2 separate regions of the Sus scrofa genome follow, and region 2 is linked to region 1. A link is a contact called in public promoter capture Hi-C data. All regions are on one chromosome and are shown on one strand. The core of a region is the stretch at or near the end of the contact, and the rest is flanking DNA. Distances in the headings are between cores, read along the strand shown.

Region 1 (7,068 bases), core at 1,898-4,397:
AGTTCCGACTCACATGACAGCCCACTGGGGCAGCTGGGCCTCAACCAAACGTACCAGACAGAGGTGCCCCCACCCTCCAGACAGTTGACCCGCGTGTTAATTCGTGTGTGCGCCTGTGTGGGGGGGATGTTTACATGCCGTGTGGATTTTCAGGCTCACAGATGTGTCAAGCATTGGAGAACGGCGGTCCCCTCCCCACTGCCTCCTGGGCTGCCCAGTGGACCACATTCTGTGTGCCTTCATCGGAAGCCCCTGGATGCCCCCACCTCGGACCCACCCACAGCTGCCCGGACCCACGGCTGTATTATGTGTCTTGAGAGGCCCGGCTGCCCTCCCTCTTTTCTCAGAAGAAACCCCCACCCCAAGTGACCCTCTACAGACACGCTGCCTGCCTGCCCCGGAGCCCCGGGGGCACCTGGCTTTGTGATTGGGGTTCACACCCGGCTGTGACCCTCCAGGCTTAGCTCTCTTCTACGAGCCCCTCCTGGTCTCCCTCCCGCCAGATCTGGTGGGGGACCCCTCCTCTTCCTGTCCCATGTCCTCAGCCCGCTGCACCCCTCCTGGCTCCACTGTGGAGTCCTCACCGCCGTCAAGCACCACCCACGGCCACTGCTTGGGTCACTGATGGCCTGGGGGACCACAGGCCAGCCATACCCGGCTGTCAATGCCCCTGTCTTGTCGACTGGAAAAAGTGCACAACCTGCAAGTTGAAGATTATGTTTTATTTGGGAGACTTAAGAGGAGCTTAAGCCCAGGAGGCAGCCTCTCGGATACCTCTAGGGATGGCTCTAAAGAGGTCAGGGAGGAGCCAGGATTTATACAAGTTTTTGCAAAAACCACCCCCCCCCCCCCCAACCGGTAGTCAGAACCTTAAAAGATTACTGCTAGGGGGTTCCCATTGTGGCTCAGTGGAAACGAACCCAACTAGTATCAATGAGGATGAGGGTTCGCTCCCTGGCCTCGCTCTGTGGGTTAAGGATCCGGCGTTGTCATGAGCTGTGATGTAGGTCGCAGATGAGGCTTGGAGCCCATGTGGCTGTGGCTGTGGTGCAGGCCGGCAGCTGTAGCTCTGATTCAACCCCTAGCCTGGGAACTTCCACATGATGTGGGTGCGGCCCTAAGAAGAAAAAAAAAAAGATTACTCATAATGAAAGAAAACTGGACATTCAAGTTAGTGAATGTAGTGCTTTTCTGTGTCTGGGAAGATGCCCGAGTCGGGGCGCACGGAAATCATTCCTTTGACGTGCACCTCAGCTCTCTGGGGCCAGCGTCCTGTGCTTCTCCATCCTATGCGTGCAGAAGCAGGGGCGGCTGCAGTGGCTGATGGCGTGATGGACACAGCGTCCTTTGCTCACTGGGCGGCAGGGTTCATTCTTTGTCCACACCTCTTGTCCCTGTGGAGTCCCAAGCAGGGCTCTTTGACTCTCAGGGGCGCGGGCTGGATGTGATCACCCAGGGACGGCCGCCATGCCCTGGTGCTCTCTGGGGCCCCCATCTGTCCCTGTCCCTCCACCTTCGTGGCCTCACCACACCTGGGCCTGCCCCTCCGTCAACATCAGTGTCCCCTGGGGGTGGCCCTGCGCCCTGCTATCCTGGAGACCTCACCCCTCCGTGGGAATGGGGCCCCTGAGCTTTGAGACTGCTCAGAAGAGGAGCCTGATGGTAGCATGGACTCCGGCTGCATTGGTCTGACTTGCCCTTGTGGCTCATGTCAGGGTGACATCAGAGGCTCACACACGTGTTCAGTCAGTTTTCCCTTCTCCCTGGGCCCTGTGCTGTCCACCCCACCCTGGCCCCAATCCCTGCTCAGCATTTCCTCGCTCCCGGGAGCCATCCTTCCCTCCCCCACCCCCACTTATCTGGCAGCCCAGCCCCCAAGCCTACCTAAGTCTAAAAGTGTTCCCTACCCCTGCCGCCCTCCATTCTCGCACATTCACATTCTTCTTAGAAAACATATAATACAATACATATAACCGAAAACACACTCTCCTGACTGTTTTTGAGGGGCAGTGAGCGTACCCATCATTACCATGGCGGCACAATCAACTCCGGACGACTTCATCCTCCCCACCTGAAACTCTCCCCATTACACACTCACTCCCCTCCTGCAGCCCCATTCTACTTTCTGCCTATGAATTTGGTTCCTCTGGTATCTCCTGCAGGTGGAACTGTACAGTATCTGTCTTTTGGTGATTTCCCTAAGCGTAATGGCTGCAGGGTTCATCCACATTGCAGCATGTGGCAGAATTCCCTTCCTTTTAAAGGCTGAATAACATTCCCTAGTATGGATGGACCACATTTTGCTCAACCATTCGGACGCTGATGGACACCTTCCCCAGCTGCTTCCACATTTTGGCCATCGTGAAGAACGCTGCTGTGAGCATGGGTCTACAGATATCTCCTGGAGACCCTGGTTTCAATTTGGATACATACCCAGAAGTGGCATCTATGCTTCTGTAAGTTTATTTACTATAATCTATAAGTAAATCCATGCTTAATTTTTGAGGAACCTCCACATTGTACCATCTTACAGTCCAGCCAACAGTGCACAGGGCTTCCAATCACCCCCCCTCCTTGCCAGCGTTTGCTGTTTTCTGGGGTTTTGACAGCGGCCATCCTGATGGTGTGGGCGGTGTCTCGGTGCTGTTTGGTTTGCATTCCTTTAAGGATCAGTAATGTGGAGCATCTTTTCATGGGTTTCCTGGCCATTTATGCATCTGCTCTGAGAAACGTCTATTCAAGTCTATTTTTCAATCAGACTCCCTGTTTTTTTCGTTGTTGCACTTTAGGAAGTCTCTATACATTCTGGAATATTAACTCCTTATCAGACATATGGTTTACAATATTTTCTCCCATTCTGCGAGTTGCCTTTTCACCCCGTTAGCCACTCACCTCCTTTAATAGGTACTTCTTGGGCACCTGTCTGTGCCAGGCCCTTAGGGCTAAACTGTGGCCACGGGCCACCGTAAAGTCATTGAGCAGCTTCCCTCGTGTGCTGACAGGCAGACGAAACCCTTTCCCCACCGGCCTGGACCAGGGCCAGCCCTGCGGGTAAAGAAGAACGGAGGAGCGAACCATAGAGTTGAAGGTCCTCCGGAGTCTAGACTGACCAGAGGGCGAGAGGAAACCATAGAGTCTGCGGCCCTCCTGCGTCTAGACTTGCCACGCAAGGCGTGCACCGGAAGAGGCCGTCGGCGGGCCGGAAGTGGATCGGGAACGCCCGGGGCTGCAGGAGGAGATGAAGCCGGCGGTGGACGAGATGTTTCCCGAGGGCGCAGGTCCCTACGTGGACCTGGACGAGGTGAGGCGGGCGGCGCCGGGCGGCGGGCGGGCGGGCGGGCGGCGAAGCCAGGGCCTGTTCTCGGGCGCGCCGGGTCCGGGGCGAGAGGAGGAGGCGGCCTGCGCGGCCCGCTCGCGCTCCCGCGGTTCCTTCCTCTAAGGGAGAATTGGGGCCGGGATGTCTGCGGCCGGGGTTGCGGTGAGGACCCGCAGGGACGCCCGGGGGAGACCCTGGGGACCGGGTTGAGCTCCTGTCAGGCGGTGGAGGTGGAGGTGGGCCCGCTCGGAGTTGCCTGCAGTCGGGCGGTGGGAGTGAGCCCCTAGTGGGGCGTCTGGAAGGAGGGGAGACCAGAGCCCGGCTGGCGCGCGGCACTTGGGCGAGAAGCGGCCGCCAGCCTGGGAGGCGGAGGAGAGGCCGTTTGGCAGGTACGTGCCCCCTGCGGTGCCCGCTCTCCTCCCGCTGTGACCGGCGTTGTGAAGTGGTCCTGCGTTTTCGTTTACCCCATCCTGTGGTCACGGGGCGTTCCTGTCCGGTGTTGGTGCTCAGTGAGCTCGGCGTGTCCGGCCAGCTGCTCGGCGTCAGGGCCTGGATTTCTCTCTCAAAGCTCAGGGGGTGGGGGACAGACCCAGCCTGTGTTCCCCTGGAGCTCATGGTGGGACAGAGAAAGGCGGCCTGCAAGTACGAAGCATGGGAGAAGGTTGGCGGTGCAGGTCGATGGAAGCCCCCGGGGGCTTTGGGGTGACCCAGCAAGGGCTTAGGAGAGCAGCTGACTGCAGCCGCATCCTGAAGCCGTGCTGGGGGGAGAAGGCCTGGAAGGAGCCACCCTGAAGGGGTCTAAGGGAAGGAAGGCCCTGTGATTTAACACGGAGGCTCCTCAGGTGCCTGGAGAGAGAACGGGATGGAGCTGGGGAAGGGGGCAGGGGTGGCTGCGCTGGGACGGGTGGGTCTCCTCTCCACTCAGGCACTTCCACTAACCCCCTGCTTCTCAGTCCTGTGTTACAGTCCCTGCTCTAGGCCCCGGGGCTGGGGTGGGGGGTGTCACCCGGGGCCTTGCAGTGGGGCGTGATGATCTCTGACGGGTTTGCAGGACGGTCGCTCAGGAGAGCTTGGGGGTGGGAGAGTGGCACCATGCAGACGAATGAAGGCGACCCCTCAGGTGGGAGTGGGGACAAGCTCCACCGGCCGTCCCTGGCGGGGTCTGCATGGCTTGCTGTGGGGTGGGCGGGGGAGGGAGGCCCTGAGAGTTCTGGTTGCTCAGAGCAGCTGTGAGAGGGGACCCAGAGGTGCTCAGCTATTCCAGCCAGGAAGAGGCGGAGCCCACAGCCTTGGGGATGCTGGGGGTCATGGTAGCAGCAGGAACCTGTGGGCCGGGCGTCCAGGGTGCCGCCACCAAAGGACTCTGGTCACCCGTCACGGAGTGACGTTAAGTGCCTCAAACCGCTCATCAGATCGCCCGCGTCTGGCCATGGCATTGTTTTATGGCTGCCAGAGCCCCGGTCCGCAGGTTGGTTTCGCGAGGGAAGTGGTTCACGTCTCACGGCAGGGAGCGTCTCAGAGCAGAGAGATCGCCGGGCTCAGTTTTGCGCACAGCCGGGCCTCTGTGACGACGGCCAGTAGGGCGCTGAGCCCTCTTCTCGAGGTTTACACAGAAGTGGTGCCACTGGGGGCAGTGGCAGGTGTTTATTGAAAAGGGGAGGGGGGAACCTAGGAACGAAGACTGAGCAGCCCTTCACAGTAATTCCTGCAAGTGCCGTCTCCCCCACCCCCTGCAAGTACTGCGTATGGGAGAAGGTTGGCGGTGCAGGTCCGTGGAAGCCCCCGGGGGCTGTGGGGGGACCCAGCAAGGGCCTAGGAGAGCAGCTGACTGCAGCCGGCTCCTGAAGCCGTGGGACTAAATCCTTCCCCTGCGACTACACTTCGTCTCTGACCTGGACACTTTCTGCCGGGGAGTGGGGGCCTGTGAGCCACTGTCACTCATCCTCTTGGGGACGCCGCTGACATAACCCTTCTGTCCGTCCGCAGGCAGGAGGCAGCACCGGGCTCCTGATGGACTTGGCAGCCAATGAAAAGGCAGTTCATGCAGACTTTTTTAATGGTAAGGATGCGGGTTGGGCGGCCAGTTTCAGCCCGTGCTTCCTCTGCAAGGGGTGCAGAGGAGCAGTTTTGGGACGTGAGCGGCTTGGGCCACAGGCCCGGCAGGCCCAGGTCCCGTGCCCTTCTGGGAACTCGGCACAGTCCCTATCAAGCGGGCAGCTGTGTGTCAAGAGGAGAAGCTCCTGCTCTCAGGTTCCGTCTGTCGGGTCTGAGCCGGGTCTGAGCCGTGCGCCCGCGTTCAGACGCCGGAGATGCTCGCAGGGTCTTTCCGTCTGGCCGCCTCGCCTGCCCCCGCTCCCCGATGGCCGGTCTGCTTTCCTCTCCCCATTTGCCGTTCGTCGCGTCCCCTTGGCTGCCTGTGGCAGGGACAGCCACCCTCCTGCTCTTTCCTGCTCGCCTCTGGACCCGCAGCCATGCCCCCAAGGCCAGTTCCCAGAACACAGTGCAGTTGTACCAAATAAACAGTGAAGGGCTGGCTTCGTAGGAGATCTTCATGCACCTTTGAGGGGCATGGGCGGCAGGCCTCAGGCCACCTCGTCCCAGGGGTGCGGGGAGCTGCTCCCTGCGAGAGAGCCAGTGGCCTCTGGACGGGCTCCTCCTGAGGCTTTTGCTCCTTGAACAGGTAGGTTTTGAGGGCCCCCTGTCCCCAGGCTGCGGGGTTCTAACGGCAGGTGACGCCTGCGCTCTGTACTCGCTGTTCGCAGCACAGGGGATGTTGCCAGAGCCGGGCCCGGTGGCCCCGACAGAGGTGGGCGCCCTGTTGCCACGGGCACATTGGAGGGCAGGTCTCGTGGGAGCTGTGGGGCCACATGTGGAGCGCAGCGAGGGGGCGGGTGTTGCTGGGACAGGAGTCGAGGGGGGACAGGGCCCTCTGCTGGGGGCGGCCACCTGCCCAGGAAAGCGGGAGTGTGGAGTGCGAGGATTTGGCTTTGACGCCCCCCCCCCCCACGCCCCCACCGCAGGATGCAGCAGGCTGGGAATTTGTGGCATTTCTTCTAGTGGGAACGGGGCTCAGGCTAAACTGGGGCTCAGACTCCCTTCAAGGGGGTCCTTCTCACGTGGCCCCCCCTTTCACTCTCAGGGCTGCCAGGGTGGGTGGCCTCAGCCCGCCTCGCCTTCCCCACAGCAGCGGGGCGGGGGCAGAGCCCTGGCCGCCGGCTGACCTGCCACGCGGTGCTCAGTCCCGTCCCTGACCGCCCGTCCCGGGCCCCGCGGCCCTGCTTGGGCCGAGCTGAGTGGCCCACGGGGACAGCCCTTTCGAGCGCCTCTCAGCTGTGCTCCTCTCCGTAGACTTTGAGGATCTCTTTGATGACGACGACGTCCAGTGAGTGTGTCTGGCGCTGCGTTGGGTGAAGCCTTTGTCACGCGGCGCTGTGGTGGCTTTGCTCACAGGACGGTTCTCAGGAGCCAGGGGACTTGCGGAAATCACCCGGCCTCGGGAGATGGTCAGCTGAGCAAGAGGAGGGGCGTCTCAGCCTCTGGATGAGGCCTCTTAACCCCTGAGCGGGACCAGCGTTTGTCCTTAGCTTCAATTAAAAATGCTGTCGTTACTTGCGTGGTGGTTTTGGCTCTTGCATCTCTGAATGAGCGTTACCGCTCCTAGCCAGCTCCTCACGCCTGTGTGCACACATGGTGTGCACGTGGGCACGCTGAGAGAAACACGTCACTGGTAGGCATACCCGGGCACTTTTGGG
Region 2 (7,068 bases), core at 2,605-5,104, 190 kb before region 1:
ACCTCGGCAGCCCCAACGGTGGAGGGAGGGGGTGGCAGCGCAGATGGAGGCTGGGGGCCACCCGGGGACCCATGGGGCTCCCGCCTTCCGAGCAGGACAGGGTACCAGACCAGGGGGATCTGGGGACGGGCTGTGTGCCACGTGGCTTCGAGAACCTGGCTGAGGGACAGGCTCCGGGAGGGTCTCCCAGCCTCCACAGGACGCGCAGAGAAGCAATGGTTTCTGCTGAGAGGCCCGGGGCTGGTGCTCGGGGCGGAGGGGGGGGACAGCGCTAGGTGGGGCCTGGTCCTCGGTCGGGGCTCCACGGCAGCTGGCGTCCAGGAGCAGAGGGGCTGCCTGCCAGGCCTTGTTACGCCGACAGCCCCAGGAGCCCCTCTGACCTCCAACCCCCAGTGCCAGGTGCCCCAACCCCTCCTCTGCCCAGGCCTCCGTCTTCCTCCGCCCCTCCCCCTACACGGCCTGGCATGAGGCGGGACACGTATGGCTCCCCCAGTAAGAGCTGACTGAGAACCCGCTTTGTGCCAGGAAGCAGGCCACGTTCTGAGGCGACCCCAGAGGGGGGTCTCTGCCCCAGGACCTCGGTGGGGGTCAGAGGGATACGCAACAAACCAGGTCAAGGGTCAGCAGGCCCAGCAGGTGCTCAGGATACATCTGGGGACCAGAAGCAACCCCACAGGCAGAGGCAGGAAAACGGCCAGTGTGCATGTGTGTGTGGGTGAGAGAGAGAGAGGGAGAGAGAGAGAGAGAGGGAGAGAGAAAGAGGGAGAGAGAGAAGGAGAGAGAGAGATGGAGAGAGAGAGGGAGGGAGAGAGATGGAGAGAGGGAAAGAGGGAGGGGGGGAAGCAGCAGGGGCTGGGTCTTTCCCCAGCTCGGCCAGCCTCCGGGGTGGGCTTGGCCCTCACTTTCCGTGCGGTGCTCTGGCTGGAGGGAGGTGACCTGAGGTGTGTGGCCTCCGTGGCCTGCCCACTGCAGCCTCCCAGGCCGCCTCACTGTAAAATGGGCCGTCTGCTGCCTTCACCACCGCCAGGCCTGGCCAGCCATCCAAAAAACTGCTCCAAGTCCTGAAGGGGAGCCCCGCGCGCGGGGACGGGTCGTCTTTCATGAGCCCACCCTGGTGCCACTCCGTGGGGCAGGCAGAGGTGGAAAGACCACCCTGAGACCAGGGCCGCCCTCCCTCCCAGCCGCCACCCCCGCAGCTGGCCCAGGCCGGACTCTCACCCCGCGTCCACCCCTAGGGGTCCCCGTGCTGGAGAGGAGCGGCCGCTGGGCCTGCAGCAGCGAGGCGGGGAGGCCGGGCTCCCTAGAGCAGTGTGCCACCGCGGGGCCACCAGAGGGCGCGCCGTCCACGGAGGCCAAGCCGAGCTGCCCAGCGCAGGAGGGCACGGGACTGGCCACTGCCTGGGAGGTCACCCTGCTTCCTTCACCCACGTGGGGCTGGCCCGCTCCTCGGTGCCTGGACCGGGCAAGGTGCTCTCGAATTCAGCTGTTCATGGGGGGGGGTGCAGCCAGAGGGGAGAGCAGCTCCCCAGAAGCCCCTGGAGCAGGGGTGAGGGGGCCACGGGGCCCGGGCAGGGACGGTGCGCAGTCCAGGCTGGGGTGGGGGTGTGTGTGTGTGCGTGTGTGGCCCTCGAAGCCCTGGCTGGCGTGATGCTTGGGCCACTGCTGGGCAGCCAAACTCCCAGCCGGCTGAGCAGCACCGCGCCCCCCCATATCTCACCCACAGCAAAGCGTCTCGCTGGTCCTGGGTCCCTAACCCGCAGCACCCTCCAACCCAAGGGGGCCAGGGCCCAGCGTCCCTGCCAGCCCCACGTCACTTTCTCCAGCCTGCCCTGCTCTAGCCCAGCCCTTGGCGGCCGCCCAAACTCAGCCGCTCTGTCTCAGCCTAAGTGGGACAGAGGCCTGGGGATGCCATCGAGTTTAGGGGGCCGAGTGGGAGCGGGCGTCTGAAGGAGGGCTGTGGGGTCCAGGGGACCCTGGGGGAGTGCTGTCCGAGATCAGGGTGGGTGGGGCAGCTGGGCAGCTGCTCAGCAGCCCGCAGACCCCCGGGTCCAGGAGAGATTCACCGGAAAGGCCAGGGGTCCCCCAGCTCCTCTGTGGGGCTGAGTGGGGGAGGGGCAGGAATCGAACTGTGCAGGGGGCCTCACGCTTGCCTCGGGCACCCAGATGTGCCCACCAGACCTGTCCCCTGGGAGGGTGGCAGCCCTAAAGACAGGGCTCAGTCAGCAGAGGCGCAGGAAGGCCTGCGCGGGGGGGGCCTTGAGAGGAAGTTTCTCTGGAGCCTCAGGCAGTGGGCTGTCCAGGAATCTCTTAAGGCGCCTGCCGTGGGTTCTGCCCTTCTGGGGGCAGGGGTCCAGGGCCTGATTGTCCCCCTGCCCCGACCCCCATTCTCCAGCAAGGCATGGCCATGGACCTGCCCCTCACACTCCTCTCATCCAGAATCCCTGTGGCCATGGTCATTCCATGTCCCCCGTGTCACCACTTGAGGGTAGCCCTGCCACCACCCCCAGTTTGGGAGGAGTCAGTCCCTCAGGGCAGGAACCTGGTCCGCTCTCGTCCACTGAGTCCCAGGCACCCTGCACAGACGCGCAGATCTAGTGTGCTTCTGGACATGTTTGCAGTTTGAGCAAGAAGCCTGGGGGGGTTTGAGAAATTCTTAGGACACTGTGCCCCACCCCCTCCCCTCGCTTCTGTCCCTAAAGCTCCTCAGAGGCCCGCAGGGAGGGTGTGGGCAGGACTGCAGGCAGCTGCAGGGCTGAGGCCGCCTGGGACGGCGATGTTCTTACAAAGAAATGACATGGCCCCTGGGCGGGATCCAAGGCGCCGACCACCTGCAGCTGGACTCCCCGCCGGAGGCGCCCGGAGTGCCAGGCAAGCACAAGTTCCTCGGCAGGGATCCCTGCGAGCCGGCGTTCCGCTCCCGGTGGCAGAGGTCGTGCCCCTCCGCCTTCTCCCCCCGCTCCCGCCCCACCAGCGCCCAGCTCGCTCCCCACCTCGCCGGCGCCCAGGCTGCCTTAGCTGCAGACCCCGGGAACCCCCGGCGCGACCCGAGGCGCTTCCCGGAGAGGCCCTCACAGCCGGTGGGAGTCCGTCGCCCGTGGCCACCGCCAGCTGCCCCCCGACAGCCGGCCCCGCCGCTCAGTCCTGCCTGCCCGGGAGGACGCGCCGAGCTGGGGACCGCCCGGTCCACTGCCCGGCGAGGACAGCCCCGCCGGGAAGGGGCCGGGGTGCGTGTTGGGGGCGCGGGGACCATCGAGAGGTGCCGCGGAGACTTGGGCGGAGGGAGGGCGGCGGGGGGCGGATCAGCGCGGAGCGGGAGAGAGGAGGGGGCGCAGGGGAGCCCCGGGCGCGCCGGGTCACTCACCCGAGATCTCCGCCTGGGGCACGTCGCTCAGGCTGAAGCCCTTGGCCCCGTAGATCTGGCGGACTTCGCCGCAGCTCCGACTCTTGCTGGCAGGGTCCCCGCGAGCGCAGGCGGCCAGCGCGGCGGCCGCGCACAGCAGCCACCAGCCTCGGGCCCGGAGCTCCATGGCGGGGCCGGCGGCGCCCCCGGCCGGGCCCGCGCAGCCCCGGCCCGCGAAGGGCAGAGCCAAGGTCCCGGCGCACTCGGCTCGCGGTCCAGAGGCGCCGGCCGCAGGGGAGGAGGAGACAACAAAAGCCGGCGGCGGCGGGGCGCGGGGCGCGCGGGGCGCGAGGACCGGCCGCTCGCTCGGGCGGCCCAGAGCGCGGCGGGCGAGCGCGCAGTCCCGGCCCGGCCCCTCGGCGGCCCGGGAGAGGGGCGGGGAGGGGCGCGCGGGGCGGGGCGGGGCGCGCGGGGCGGGGCGGGGCGCGGCGCGGCGCGGCGCGGGGGCGCGATCCGGGGCGCACCGGGCGCCCCTCCCGCTCCCCGGGCCCGGGGGACCGCCTGGCTCGCGCCGATCCGTCGACTGCTGGAGGGAAGCTGGGTGGCCGGGAGCGCGCGGGCCGCGGCTGGGGTCCCGGAGGGCGCGCCCCCCACGCCCAGCGCCCGGGGCGGCGGCACCACCTGTGGGGGCGGGGGCGGGGGTGCTGAGGCAGGGCTTCCCCCGCCGGACGTGACATCACGCCTGCCGCGCGCCTATCAGGGGCTTCCCCGCCCCCAGCCGAAATCGGCATCCCTCCCCCCGTCCCCCTTCTCCGCTCGGGCCCTGCCTTCCTGCACCCTGGCAGCGCGCCGCGCCTGTCGGCTCCCGCAGCCTCGGGCCTCTCGATCCACCGCCCGCACCTAGATCGCACCCTTTACTGGCCCCGCGCCGGTCTCAGCCGCCTCCAGCTCTCACACTTGATTTTGTTGGGGGGGCGGCGGGGGGGGCTGTACGCGGGAAACTAGCCCAGGGACCAGACCTTGTGCTCTCCCAGCCCTGCGTCGAGGCGACCAATGGCTTAGTTGTTGGAGATGTCAGCCGGTTTTTTGTTCCCTCCACGTGACTCTTGGGATGCTCAAGAAGCGAGCGAGGGGGGCGGAAGCTTGTCTGTTGGCCTGAGCCTCTGGGCGGTGGCAGGTGACCTGTTGGGGAAGGGAGGGGGTCGGGCCGACAACAGGTCAGATTGCTGGGGGTTGGGGAGAGCGTGACCTAGAGCGTGTCCAGCGACCAGCTGAGTGACGCTGGCCCGGGACCAGGAGGGGGTGGACAGGGCGGGTAGCAGCAGCGTGGAGTGGGGGTGGGGTGGGGGTGTCTGTGAGAAGGGAGGTGAGAAGCAGGGCGGCGGTGTCCGGAGGGCTTCTCGGCTTCTGGCCGCTCTCCGGTCATGTGGGCAAAGGCCCCAGACACCGCCAGGCCCTGAGCCCGGATGCCTAATGGGCCGAGATGGGCCCCCTTGGAAGAGGACCCCAAAATGATCACCATGTTCCAGCAAGAGTGTCCCCACCTTGAACCTGGGGGTTCCGGTTTCACCCCCTGGGGGCTGGGGGAGGCGGCAGGAGAGAGGGCTCCATCCCTGCCCTGGGACTCCCTGAGCTGTGGGCTCAGCAGCTCCAGAGGGGGCTTGGGCTCCCATCTGCCCTGCCTCCCAGGAAAGGCTTCTCACCCAGAGCCCCTGTCACGGTGAGAGAAGCCGCAGCGAGGACCCAGTGGAGGGAGCAGACCTCTGGCCTCCCTAAGCACCTGCCACCTCGTCACACTGGTGACTCACAGACCCCGGCAGCTCTCAGGCAGGCCTGCTCCTGCTTGCCTGGGCCGGGCATGGCTGTCCAGATACCTGCCCCGCCTGGGTCAGGACACCTGGCCCCCACCCTGCCCTCTAGAAGCTCACCTCCAGCCACGTGCTTCTGGGTCGGGCAGGGGCCAGGCTGGGGCTTAAACCTGGCTTGAGGCAGGAGAGTCTCCTGACCTTACTGTAGTTGTTGTTTTTTGGGTCTGTTGCCTCCTTTTAATCCTGCGGGACTGGGGGGTTCCTTAGGGTGGGGCCAGCGTCCTGCGCGTTTCCAGGCCCCCAGAAAGCAGGGCGGCTGGCATGTCCACGTGCTGTGCTTACAAGGCAGCTTCCCAGGATGCGGTGGTCATGGGCACAGCCCTGCCTGGGCCCTTCCCGGGTGTGTGGAGACTCCATCCCCAGAGAAATCTTTCCCACTGCCCGCCAGGGCCCCGTGTATTTCCCCGCAGAGGGCAGGACCCTCGTGGGAGACATGCTTGGTCCCCAGCTGGGTCCCGAGCTCTCACGGCCAAGACGCCCAGGGGAGGTGGTCGGGGGGGCTCGGTGTCCCTCTGGAAGGTAACGGAGGAACACTGGGTGCGGAGCTCTGGCTGTGGCCCCCTTGGTCTCGTCCACATGGGGTGGCTTGAAGCACGCCCAGGCTCCGTGGGCTTGAGGGGCTGGAGGGGAGGCCAGGGTCCAGCCGGGGCTGGGGCGGAGGGATGGGGGTGCCTCCCTGCAGGTGCAGTTTCTCTCCAGCTTTCTGTCGGCAGGACATTTCATGGAAAGTGACAGAAAGCGAAGGCCCCCCCTCGGTAGCCGGCTCTAGCTGGCCCTCTGGTCCTGTCCTGGCGGGAAAGGAGCAGACCTGACTCAGACCCCAGCCCCACCACCTGTCAGCCGCGTGCTTCCGGACGCGGCATGTGGCTCGGCTTGCTTCTCCTGTGAGGGTGTAGGAGCGATGTCTGGCTGGGCCTGTGTGGGTTTAGCTGCTGCTCCGTGACCGCGTGGACCCGGCTCCTGTGGAGCCCAGGGAGGGGGCTGTGACCGGGGCCCCGCCTTGGCGTTGGCGTGTGGCCCAGAGGGACAGCAGGTACCACTGTATTTCCAGCTCTGGGTGGGGCTGGCACCTGCCAAGGGACCTTGATGCCTAGGGGCAGGGGTCAGGATTTGGGGGCAGCCAACGGCTAGGTGTTCAGGGCTCCAGCGGCTCTGCCATAGGTGAGCGTTGCGGGGGTCTGGGGCCTGGAAGGGGGGCGTTCCTTCCCTCTCTTCCCTCCAGTTGCCTGGGGACAGAGCCTCCTTCCTTGTCCCCACCCCGGGGGAGTGCTTGCGTTGACAGGGACACCATTTCTGAGCGGAGGAGCTGCGCCCGGGCCGGCTGTCAGGATTGCGCTGCTCCTGGACAGCTGCCTCTGCCAGGCCCCAGGTACTGCTGGGCCCTGCCGTCCAGATGTAGCACCGTCCATCCAGACAGCCCAGGGGAGGGATGCCCTTTGGTCGAGGAGGCATGACTTGGTCTGGGCCTTTGGGAGCTGAGGCCAGGTTAGCACGTGAGACCCCCCTGGCTGCTGGGGCTCCGACCAGGACCGCCGCCTCTGCTGGGCACAGACCCACTGGGAGGGAGGGAGGGAGGAACGAGCGAGCGGCTTGCTCGCGGGGAAGCAGGGAAGTGGTCCCTGAACCAGCGGGCGGTGGTGGCGGCTGGAGTTGCCCTCTGCTGACACCAAGTGAGGGCCGAGAAGAAAGGGACCATTTAGAGTCTTATTGGGAGGGCCCCGCCCTCACTCACGTTTCCGTCTAGGAGTGACCTCAAGTCCTGGGGGCAGCACCCCGCCCCCCACTTCCTGCCTGGGTCTGGGGAGGGCTTAGGGATGCTGGGCCCTGGCTGCTCCGAAGACTCCAGAGCGACTGGGTGGC

What was found. Promoter capture Hi-C pulls out the DNA fragments that hold promoters and counts their contacts.
Region 2: a contact with region 1 is called in a promoter capture Hi-C map of fetal skeletal muscle, with 4 times the contacts expected there. The contact joins the promoter of GPC1 here to the promoter of COPS9 in region 1. A contact is called at or near these places in 1 of 5 promoter capture datasets (fetal skeletal muscle), 3 of 47 Hi-C or Micro-C datasets (brain, embryonic fibroblasts and skeletal muscle) and 1 of 2 datasets of contacts at active chromatin or transcription factors (skeletal muscle).

The regions. Positions count from the first base shown.
Region 1 is chr15:139,260,331-139,267,398 of Sscrofa11.1, reverse strand. COPS9 (COP9 signalosome complex subunit 9) reads left to right here and starts at 3,147. Exons shown (of 3, transcript XM_003359706.4): 1 at 3,147-3,301; 2 at 5,303-5,375; 3 at 6,665-6,928. The coding sequence starts at 3,239. The coding sequence ends at 6,702.
Region 2 is chr15:139,454,652-139,461,719 of Sscrofa11.1, reverse strand. GPC1 (glypican-1) reads right to left here and starts at 3,854. Exons shown (of 9, transcript XM_021075944.1): 1 at 3,362-3,854. The coding sequence starts at 3,527.